2 separate regions of the Mus musculus genome follow, and region 1 is linked to region 2. A link is a contact called in public Hi-C data. All regions are on one chromosome and are shown on one strand. The core of a region is the stretch at or near the end of the contact, and the rest is flanking DNA. Distances in the headings are between cores, read along the strand shown. Region 1 overlaps Dlg2 (discs large MAGUK scaffold protein 2). Region 2 overlaps Dlg2 (discs large MAGUK scaffold protein 2).

Region 1 (5,673 bases), core at 1,953-4,452, 460 kb after region 2:
ATCTATTCCTATGAGCCTGAATTTTGGGAGCCCATTGCTCTTCATGTCTAGGAATATGTAGCCCTCTGAGGCAGGTAGCTTCAGGCATCCTTGCCGATGTACTAGGAGAGTAGTCTGCAACAGTTCCAGATTCTGATTCAACTTCCTCCAGTACACTGCTCAGCCCTTACCCCATAAAGCAATGGCAGTAGTGAGTGAAGGGGGCTAATCTGCTGACATATGCATCAAGGTACAGAGGTATTCTTTCAGATTTGAAGAAGAAGCCTTGTTCAAGTTGTTACTTACTAAGATCAGTGGTTAGAAATTGCAGCCACTGTTTACCAGAGAAAGTGCAGGCCTGCAACCCATAACTATAATTCCAGCTCTCAGAGGCTAAAGCAGGAGTTCTAGCACAGCTATACAGTAGTATGTTATCTTAAAAGAGAGAGAGAGAGAGAGAGAGAGAGAGAGAGAGAGAGGAGGGGAAAAGGGGGAAGGAGGGATGGAGGAAAATAAATAGGAGTGGAAGGAGGGAGGGGGAAGGGAGGAGAGGGAAGGAAGAGGGAAGAATGGGGGAAAAGGTTAGAAATAAGTTTAGCAATTTCTTAAAAACAGAGAGGCACATGGAGATTTCTGTATATCCCTACAATGTTTAAATGCTACCTATAGCTGAAAATCACATATAGGCATAACTTCTTTATTTTAACACTTTGTTTTTAATAGTGAATATGCATATGTGTCTGCATATAAGCGCAGGTACCCATGAAGACCAGAGGCAGAGGATACCTCTGGAACTGGGAACTGGAGCTACAGGTGGTTGTGGCTGACTCAATTGGGTGCTAGGAATGGCATGCAGTCCCTTGCACGAGTAGTATATGTATGCTCTTAACCAATGAGAGACACCGCCTTTTGCCTCCTGCCTGTTTACGTCATTATCCAGCCACATGAAGAATGTTTTTACAGAACAGATAAAAAACTAAATTAAGGGAACTAACAGCAGATAATAATAATGTTTTCAATGTTTTTCAAAGACATTGAATCCCTGTCACCACCACCATTACCCCCACCAAAATAAAATCATCTCCAATATGAACAGACCTGCCTCTGGAGTTAAAAAGCTTCAGGGTGGGATTTCTAGCCTTATCCCTGCCAAGGATCCTAAACTGAAAGGACTCACCCGGGAGTGGGGGAACTCTGAATCTTCAGAGATTAAACTTAAATCCCTCATTAGGAGCAGTAGAGAATGTCACCCTGGCACCACCTCTGCCTCCAGTCACATTTCCTTGCCATTTCTTTTCTTGTTTCCTGATTCCTGTTTCCACCTCTGCTCTTACAGAGGCCTCAGCTCGTTTGCCTGCTTTCTGTTGGGCTTTTTTTTTCCCCCCCTATTTCCTTAACCAAAGAAACATTCTTTCCTGGGCCCTGTAATCTTTCCTTCCGTGTACAGAGCTGACAATACAAAAGGTGTCAGGAAACTTTATGGAGCGCCCAGAATTTATCAATGCTAAAAAGTGCTGTGACTGCAGAGAGGAGGTATTTAAGAACTTCCCAAGCTCAGATGCTAAAGCTCTCAGAGGGCCTGGATTTCTATTGCCATCTGCTGTTGAAATAGCAACTGTGAACAAATAAACAAATCTTTTTGTAAGTTTTATTACAACTTGGCTAATGTGGAGGCCATTTAAACAAGGTGTAGAAATCAATATGATTTTGGAGGTTTTTGAGGTCAAAAACTAAATTTCATAAGAGGGTAATACCAATAGAATTAATTCCTAATTTGATTTGTTCCCCTGAAAAGGTACTAAATTAGAAAGAAAGAAAAAAAAACTTTTACCCTATCGGCTTGTGTTTTATCCAGTGGTACCAAGAATAAAGCAGAGGCCTTAGGTCAGAAATGTGGTTATTAGGAGCTGCTGGGCTGTGGGCTCAGTGGCCTCCCACTCTGACAGAGTCTCTGAGTTCATCAGTGGCTGTCTGTCAAGAAGGCATGTCACAGAATCCACAGGAGAATTTGGCTGAAAACATTATTTTCTTAGAAGTAGTTCTTATTTTCTGTGCATAATCTGAACTAATGTGATTACTTATTACCAGTAGGCATATCTTCTTGGGAGTAATTTTTATTTTTAATAAATTGGTTTAATAAAGACCTCAAAGTAAATTATAAATTAATTTTCTCCTCATTATTATGCAATTAGGAAAACCCAAAACAGTGAGCTTTAGAACATTCAACTGGAAAATTACCACTCTTAATCAATACCCAGTAAACAAGTAATAATAGAGTCACATATGACACTGATTGAAACAGCACTGGAGAGCTGATTATATACCAAGGAGTCGAAGAGGAATACAAAAAGTCTCAGCTTCAAGTTTACTAGCCAGATACAGATACCCTTATTCTATGGCAGGATTTAATTACTCAAACTGTGACAGTTATCAGTCTCAAGCCTCCTAATGTTTTCACAGCACCAACCTGTTCTTTAGATTCATACCCCATTCCTCTATAAATGCTGTCATTTTTAATAGCATCTTTGCAGAATTAAGGAGGCTCTTATAGACTTTTGTCTGTTTATGATGCTGCAAGTGAATAAATTCAGTTGGAAATAGAATGCTTAGGAAGAAAGAAAGAAAGAAAGAAAGAAAGAAAGAAAGAAAGAAAGAAAGAAAGAAAGAAAGAAAGAAAGAAAGGAAAGAAAGAAAGAAAGAAAGAAAGAAAGAGAATGAAAGAAAGAACAAGAAAGAAAGAAAGAGAGAGAGAGAGAGAAAGAAAGAAAGAAAGAAAGAAAGGAAGGAAGGAAGGAAGGAAGGAAGGAAGGAAGGAAGGAAGGAAGGAAGGAAGAAAATCAGTTCTGTATTCATTCTACTACAGAAAAGGAAATATTGATCAATCACACAAACCAATGTAAACCTATTACTGTGCTAAGCTCTATAAAAGGGGAAGGAAGGACTGTGATGCCCTGAGAATCTATACCAATAGCAGAGAATCTGACCTCATAAGGAGTTCAAGGCTTTCATGAGAACAAGAAGATAGGCAACAACTAGACAAAGAGAAAGCACTGTTATTAGTTGCTGGACACTGGATTGCACATTGCTTAGCTGAAAACAATCTAGAGTGATGTTGATTAGTAGAAGTTGCAATTTAGAAATGTAACATAAGGAAGCTGACTCATGCTGGATCTGCTGTCTTCTCCAGAAATGCAGTCTGATTCAGACTCCTGGTTGCTCATCAGGATAGTGTGCTGCAAAGACATAATTTTCTCACTCCTGTCTCTGATTAGTTCTGCTGTTCTGCTCATTGCTTGGCCTGATGCCTTTCCTGTTTATCTACCTGTGTGCTGGAGCTGACATCCTTCCTGCCACCGCTGCTTCCTACCCATCTCTGTCATCTTTCTCTATCCTCAGTCTCCTGGTCTCTCAATGAACTTTCTTCATTTATTTTACTTACTATTTTTATTCACTTTTCCAAACGAAAGAGAATTTATGTGGCTACCATTTGTCAGCCTGAACTCAATTGTTCATCCTGAGACATCCATCTTTATATATCCAAACTAAATCTGGTGTTTTTCTCTGCATATATTGTTCATCCCTCAGAGACTCTCAAATTCCATTAGGACTTTTGTTTACTTCCTTCTCCTGGCCAATTATAAGATAGCACATCCATATCCTCTGACACAGGCCAGATGCTGCTCAGCTATCAAAGAGAAAGCCAGCGGTCTTTCTCTTCACTTAATCTCTCTGATGATCTTCAGGACTGGCAGATGATTCCTCCACCAAAGTGTATTCTCGCACTGATAGTCATCAATATTTACTATGTCTCATGTCTGATTAAATCTCTTGCTTATACTATAGTCTTACTACTCAAAGAAAATTATGCAGGAGATAACCATCCAGTAAGTCATTGATTGATTATCACTTAATTCATCAATTCAACAAAACATGTGTGGAATGTCTATCATGTTTCTGACATTCAGCTAAAGACTTTGAGAAGATCACTATGGAAATAACATCCAATTCCTACTCCTGAGTAGTTTGCAATCTAATGAGGGTAACAATGTAACCATGGATTATACCCAATGACATGTATCTCTGTAATTTCAAGAATAAAGGCAGAGAAGCTGATTTGAAGAAAACTTGTAGCATGGTCCAGGCACAGTTCTGATGACCATGTGACAGGAGGCATAACCATGTAAAAATACCTTTTTCAAACCTTCTTCAAACGTGGACGTTCTGTCCTCATAGTGGGCGCTGTCAAGAGCTGAACCATTTTATTTCTAGGCATAAACTTGAAAAATTCTCACGGAGCTATAGGGGGAAAAAAAAACCACACTTTGCAAAGCCTACTAAATTTTGCAAAGTATAATCCCTTGTTGAAGGAAGGTTATGAACATTGGTAGGAAATTGCATTTTGATATCATTGTTCCTTATTAATAAAATGTGCAAGCATTCATCTTGTGCTCATTATGCTTCTTGTTGCTGTGAACAATGCTTGAAAAGAAGTAACTTAAAGAAAGGAGACATTTCTCGACTTACAATCTGATGGGATCATTCCATCATGGAAAGGGCGATGTAGAACCAAAATCCAGAGGCCTTCTTGTCACAGCACATCAATAGTAAGGATGCAGAGACAGGTTAGTGAGTGAGATCAACTGATTAGTTTTTCTTACACATCCTGAGACACAAGCCCATGAAATGGTGCTGCCTGTAGTCGGTGTAGGTCTTCTCACCTAGGTTAACCTAACTGAGATAAGTCTTCACAGATGTGTCCAGTATCTGGTCTCCTAGGTATCACTCAATGTTAATCATCACATCTCCCATTCTAGTACCTTCCCTGCATATTTAGGGCCCATGATCCTCAAGTCTGTATCCATAGTAAACAAGACAAGTGTAAGTTTAAGAACAAAGCAACATGATTTATCTGTTCTTTTGGTTCCAACAATGACAAGCCATATAACCTGGAACTTCTATTGAGCCTGTTTCTTTTATCTGTAAATTAGCCATTAATGTCTCCTTCATATACTTAAAGTGTTTTAAATGTATTTTTAAATGTATAAAAATATTTTCAAAATTTAATGTTAAGTGTGTGTGTGTGTGTGTGTGTGAACATGTGCCTGACTGTACACATGCCCTGAAGGCCAGAAGAGGCCACCCAATCCCCTAGAACTAGAGTTAAGGTAGCTGTGAGCCGCCCAATATATGTGTTGGGAGTTAAACTCCAGATGTCTGGAAGAACAAGTTCTCTTAACAACTAAACCATAACTACATCCCCTTATGCTAGCTCTTAATAAGCCAAGAAGTAGTTCCCTGGCTTGTGTTTCTCCTGATATCTCATCTATCCCTTTTCTTTGTAATGAACTAGAAGCCCCTCCCTCACTACCCTCCATATAAGAAATCTGTTAAACAAACAAATCCAGAGAGATGGTCAGAAGAAGAGTGGAAACAAAGTAGAGCATGCATGTGTACACACACACACACACACAAGACTATATCCCATTTAAAGTGTTCAACTGCCCTTCTACACTCACAGAAACCAATTTCCTATTGGTAGAGTTTCAGAAATGGTAGTCAATATAAGTTTCAAATATCTGAGGATCTTCTCTTATTACACATAACAAAGTAAGTTTGCAGTCAAAGCATATGCAGACAAAGTCACATTCATGAGTGCATTCTCTCCACATGCTTGGAGATAACATTTAAAAATTT
Region 2 (5,682 bases), core at 3,171-5,670:
ATGTACAATGTGACCTTGCTCCTTAATTTAGAACCATTGATTAAATAAAGTCAATAGCTAGGTAGAAGAGACAAGGGATGGGATTGGGGTTGCTGGGTTTGGGGTATGAGGAGAAACATGAGGAGAGGGAGAAGGTAGAGAGAGCAATAGATGCTATGAGGTAGATGCATCATGAAAACATAGCCATTAGAACTGACTCATTGGAGTTAAGAGATGCGCAAATGGATCATGGAAAACTATAACTCGGGGTTATTGATGGGGAAGTAGATTCTAATACCATAGAGGGTAGATATCTGGACAGCTCTAGTGCTGATTAAGGGTTATTATAAATATAAAGGTTGTGTGTCCTTTATCTGGGAACTGAATAACCAAAGATGGGATAGAGACCCCAACTGAGATTAAATATTTTCTAAAACAGCATTATGTTATGGCTACAAGCCTATGTAGACAGGGAGTGGAATGTTATTCTTTGAATAAGAATGGCCCCTTTAAACTCGTGATTTGAATGCTTGGGCCATACGGCTCTATTAGGATGTGTGACCTTGTTGGAAGTAGTGTGTTGCTGTGAGGATGGGTTTTGAGGTCTTAGAGGCTCAAGCTAGGCCTAGTGTGGCATTCACTTCTTGTGCTTGCAGATCAAGATGTACAAGTCTCAGCTCTTTCAGCAGCACCATGTCTAACTGCATATTACCATGCTTCCTGCCATGACAATAATGGACTAAACCTTTGAACCTGCAAACCAGGTTTTCCTTTATAAGACTTGCCATGGTCATAGTGTCTCTTCACAGCAGTAGAAAATCTAGCTACAACATTGAGGATGGATAGAGATTTTTGTCAATGGTGTAGTCACTGGTTAGATGCACATATTACTCTTAACAACAGTAACAATAACAACCATTCAAACAAATAAAAAATAAACCCAAATTCTCATTCACACTTTGAAACAATACTAACAATGCTTAGTGTGTCAAAAAGTGATGAAATTAGAAAGGAGAAGGGGTCTAGTTGAGAATGGAAGGACATCAGTAGGATGGGAGGGAAACAAGAAAAAGTAACAGAGGGTAAATATGACTGGCATGTCTTATTTTCATATGTGACAATATACTAAAATTTATTAGAAAAAGTAATAAACATTTAAGTACACTGAAAAGACTTCTACTATTTTTGACATTTCTCCATGAAAGGAAAAACAAATGATATTTAATGAACTCATTATTCTTATGTAAGTAAAAACCTGAAGAATTTAAGTGAAATTTTAAGGTTTGGATTCTTTTCAGATATTTGTCAAACTTGTATAAATGTGAAAACACTACTGACTATGAAGGAGGGAATTTTTCTGGTCTTGCTTGTACCCATATTGTTGTTCCTCACTTGAGCCTCTACAAAAAACTTGTCCCAAGTCAATGACAAAATGGTGAATCCCAATTATTTTGTACATATTTAATAAATAGAAATCCATCTTTGAACTTTCTTGTTTTGCATTTATCATGTGTGTTTTTAATACTCTTTTTGATCCCCAATAAGTATTCTTTCTCATGAAATAAAATTGGCAATAATTTAAGATTGATTTAAATTCAAAGCTTTTGCAATTTGAACATGACTGTTCCTTGTTTCCATTTTATCTTTCAAAGTTTCCCAGACAACGGATGTTTCCTCCAGAACAATTTCACACATCTCCTTAATTTAAAATCAGTTAAATCAATGTGAAAATAACCAAAACTATTTGATACTTGTCTTTAGAGTTGAGAAGCATCTAGCCTTGTCAAGAGAAATAACATTCATCTTCATGTTTGTTGCATTATAGAAATACAGCAGGCTTTTGCAAGGAAATCAAATTCAACTCCTGAATGATCCTTTAAACACCTTGGTTTATATATGGGCTCACTTTGAATTCATGAGGCAAAGACATGCAAATAATCATCTCTTTAGGTATTTTGGTTCAAAAGGCCTAAAAATAGCCACTCCAACATTGCTGTAATTTAGCAGTGGCATTTTTGTATAGATGCTTGGTATGAATATTTGATGTCATATATACACTTTTTAAATTTCCCTTAAGTGGTTTAATCATCCTTGGATGTCACTGCATAATCTATCTGGTAATAAAGTTATGCTTTTTTGCTTTTAACTGATAATTATATGGGCTTCTCGTCTATGTAATTTTCATTCATCTTTCCTAATTAATCAATATTCTAAGAAAGAGTAATCATTAATAAAACATTGTGTGGGAAGAAAAAATAAGAAATACCATGGTAACAAAACTAGTAAATCATTAGTTTTCTCCAAAAACTAATCATCATTTTGTTCCTAACTGCCATCTATATACAAGGCACACTTTTATTGTAGGAAATGACTGCAAAATGTGATGGCTACCACCATTTATCAAGCACCATGTTGAATTCTGCCCTGAGCAGGCACCCTCTGAGTTACTGTGGACCTGATAAATGCTACATTAAAAAAAAGTCCTAGAAATAATCTATATGCATGTATACACATTACATATACACATTTCAGATAGTTGGTAGGAGTCTCAGAAATCTGTATGCACTTTCAGAATAGAAAATGAACCAATTAATCTGTCAATAACATACACAGCAGTGAAGAGCTCACCATTAGACAATGTTAGATGGGAAACAGGAAGGCACCAAAGGAGGCCAGTTGGGCTGGAAGAACAACCTAGGACTGAGGCACTGGGATACATTACAAAATGGGATATGCTTCTGTGTTGTAGAATATATGAAATACAAGCTAATGATTAAGTTTAATTCTATTACAGAAAATTAATTCAAAAATATTCATATATATGTGAAATAAGTAGGTTTGTATTAGTCATGAATTAAGAGGTGATTCTGTGATAACCACAGACTCTCGTGAGAATAGCATAGTGACAATATCTTTCTCCACTGTCAGATATAGTAGGGTTAGGAGTTCTTCATCTTGTAGTTCTGCCATCTGGAACATATAATTTGCATGGTGCTCTGGCAGGTTGAAATTATGCTAGAGATCTGTAGAGCTGCTCTGGATTCATATATATTGATACAATACCCATCTTACCTGCTACCAGTCAAATATTCCTATCCTAAATACACATAAAGTTGTGAATGTGGGCAGACACATGCATTCAGTAGACAATAACACATTAGGGCTAACTGGAAGGATAAACAATTAGAAATAACACTGGCACTCATAAATAGAGACGTTTGTAAACTAGACTGCATTCATATGGGAAAGTGACATACAAACACAAAAATTTTGTTGACCTGGGATGATCTTAGAGATATTTAATGAGCTATTAATGAAAAACCTGAAATGGGTGAAGACATGAAACTATGCTGTCCTTTATATAGAACAGCAAGTTAATGACACTTATTTTGTCTTTTCACAGTGACAAGCATGGTGCTAGCTTACATACTAACCTGTTTACTTTCTCATGATTTACCAGTGACACTGCAGTTCATTTGTATTCTGAAAGTCCTTAATGGAGGCAAACAAAAACTTAAAGCTGATTATTTCTCTCAAATTGTTTCCCCTCAGAAGCCCAACTGAAATTTAGCATGGGATTTTCTATATCCCATAGACCCTCCTCCTAGCTTTTAGAACCTCCTCCTAGCTGCCTGGATGGCAGTCTTCTGCTGGCTGCTTTCTGATCAAGATGCAGAACTCTCAGCTCCTTCTCCAGCACTATGTATGCCTGGAGGTACCTGGACACTGCCATGCTTTCTGCCATAATGATAGTGGACTGAACCTATGAAACTGTAATTCAGCCCCGATGAAATGTTCTCCTTTCTATGGGTTGCCTTGGTCATTGTGTCTCTTTGCTCTGAGTGCAATAGATTGGCAGCCATGCTCGGTACAGAAGTCAACTTCTCACCCCATTCTTCATCCCTTCTTATAATTATTAAGTTATTTCTGAATCTTCTTTTGTGATAGTCCCCAAGCCTCGAAGTCCTCTCTAAGCTGGATGATTCAGCTGGCTTTTCTCAGCTTCTCACTGAATTTCTCTGCTGAGCCATAAACTAACTATGGCAATTTGTTCGAATCTTCTGGCTCCTTATTCGCTGGATTCAACTGCCTCTGCTGACCTGCACTAAACTGCATGAACTCAGAAACTCAACTCCAGTGCACTCACTGCGCTGACTCACCACTGACTCATTCTCCCTGTACTATCCTGCTCTTAAATAGCTTTTCTTTCCTGTGCTGTTGTCCTGAGAGTTGGGGGTATCCTATCTCTGACCATTTTGTCAAATCATGTTCTGATTTGTAATTTTGTGTGCTCCTCAATTAGATGTCACTTTCACACATGGCTGCTTCCTTCTATAAACTAATTTTACCTTCATTGTTTGCAATTAAACATGTGTACTAAGGGTGTGTCTGTAGTCCTTCCAGGCAGAGGGATTAAAATTGTGTATTCCAGCCAGAGGGATTAAAGGATGTGTGGCAAACCTGTATTCCAGCCAAATCACACAGACCGACTGAGGTCTTTGGATGTGATCCCTTGTCAGTTTCTGGAATAAAATTCCTCCACACACTGCTACTCTGTGGGCATAAACAGCTATTTAGAAAATAATTTGACAGAGATATCATGTCCATTTAGCAAAACAATAACAGAAGCTTTTGTGCTAAGATATGATCTTCCCACATCAGGCTTTGACTATGTTTGCAATTCTAGACAAAAATTCCCTCCTGTGGAGCTAACCTCAACTAGAATCTGAAAGCACTTTGTTATCCTCCTAATGAACTTGCCAGTTCTTCTCCACTGGGCTCATTTCCCTGGCCAGCCAATATTGTTATACTCAGGCTTTATAGCCAAGTAAACCTGTTACGAGCTCTCCCTCAGCACTCTGAAGAATTCCTTCTGGCAGGACGCTATGAGGGGAAGCCACCCAGGAGGATGTGTCCAACCCAGGTCCAAGTTGATTTTTGTCTTCATGTTCTATGGCCACGGAATGTGGCATGCTCAGCAAGTGTTAGAAGGTTCTTTTGAATCCCATTCCCAGTCACATTAGCTGGTGGAGATGGTCCTGGGGCTAAGCCTTTGCAGGAAAACAATAATGCAGATTAGGTGTTCCTTTATAAAGCCTGTGAGAAGTAACAGATGAGTGTATTTAGGAAATCTGGAAGTTGAAGTACAAGTTTTTTCTTCAATTTAAAATTATTAGTGTGTTTTGTGGTTGCTTTCTATAGCACATATGGAGGTCAAAGGATATCTTTCCTTATGTGATTCTTTCCTTCCACCATGGGTTACAGGGTGTCAAGTTTGCATAGGAAATGGTTTATTCACTGAACCATCTTGTCAGGCCCACTAAACTTCATTCTTTGACAGAAGCAGGAAAATGTAGCCAACTAAATATATGTGGGGGAAAGATGGACTCACTGAGAGTCTAAAGGTATCATCTGGAATTTCTAGATAGCATAGAAACATATAAGAAGTATGGATTCTTGTGATGTAATAGCATTATACTAAGCACGTTGTACTTATTTATTTATGGAATATATATATATACATATATATATATATATATACATATATATGCATATAACAACAATTAATAAAATAAGAGGCCATGAATTTGAGAGAGACCAAGGAATAGTATGTGAGTAGGGGGTTAGAAGGAGGAAAAGAAAGGGGATATGGTGTAACTACATTTTAATCTCAAAGAATAAAAATATTTTTAAAAGAATATT

The links. Hi-C and Micro-C count contacts between places; a contact is called where the count stands out from the background.
Region 1: a Hi-C map of the C2C12 cell line shows a contact between it and region 2, with 3 times the contacts expected there. The contact joins two enhancer-like sites. A contact is called at or near these places in 4 of 484 Hi-C or Micro-C datasets (the C2C12 cell line, nephron progenitors, tail fibroblasts and 1 more).

What each region holds. Positions count from the first base shown.
Region 1 is chr7:92,045,904-92,051,576 of GRCm38.p6, forward strand. All of the region lies in intron 11 of Dlg2 (discs large MAGUK scaffold protein 2), which reads left to right. Among named protein-coding and RNA genes, the nearest start is that of 4930567K12Rik, 71 kb to the right of the region's middle. Within about 2 kb of position 3,203, at least 13 of the 459 cell types and tissues checked have an H3K27ac peak or open chromatin away from gene starts, as enhancers often do. A contact at or near this core is called in the C2C12 cell line, where this site is marked.
Region 2 is chr7:91,587,356-91,593,037 of GRCm38.p6, forward strand. The region is part of intron 2 of Dlg2 (discs large MAGUK scaffold protein 2); the gene reads left to right. Among named protein-coding and RNA genes, the nearest start is that of Gm24552, 350 kb to the left of the region's middle. Within about 2 kb of position 4,421, at least 43 of the 459 cell types and tissues checked have an H3K27ac peak or open chromatin away from gene starts, as enhancers often do. A contact at or near this core is called in the C2C12 cell line, where this site is marked.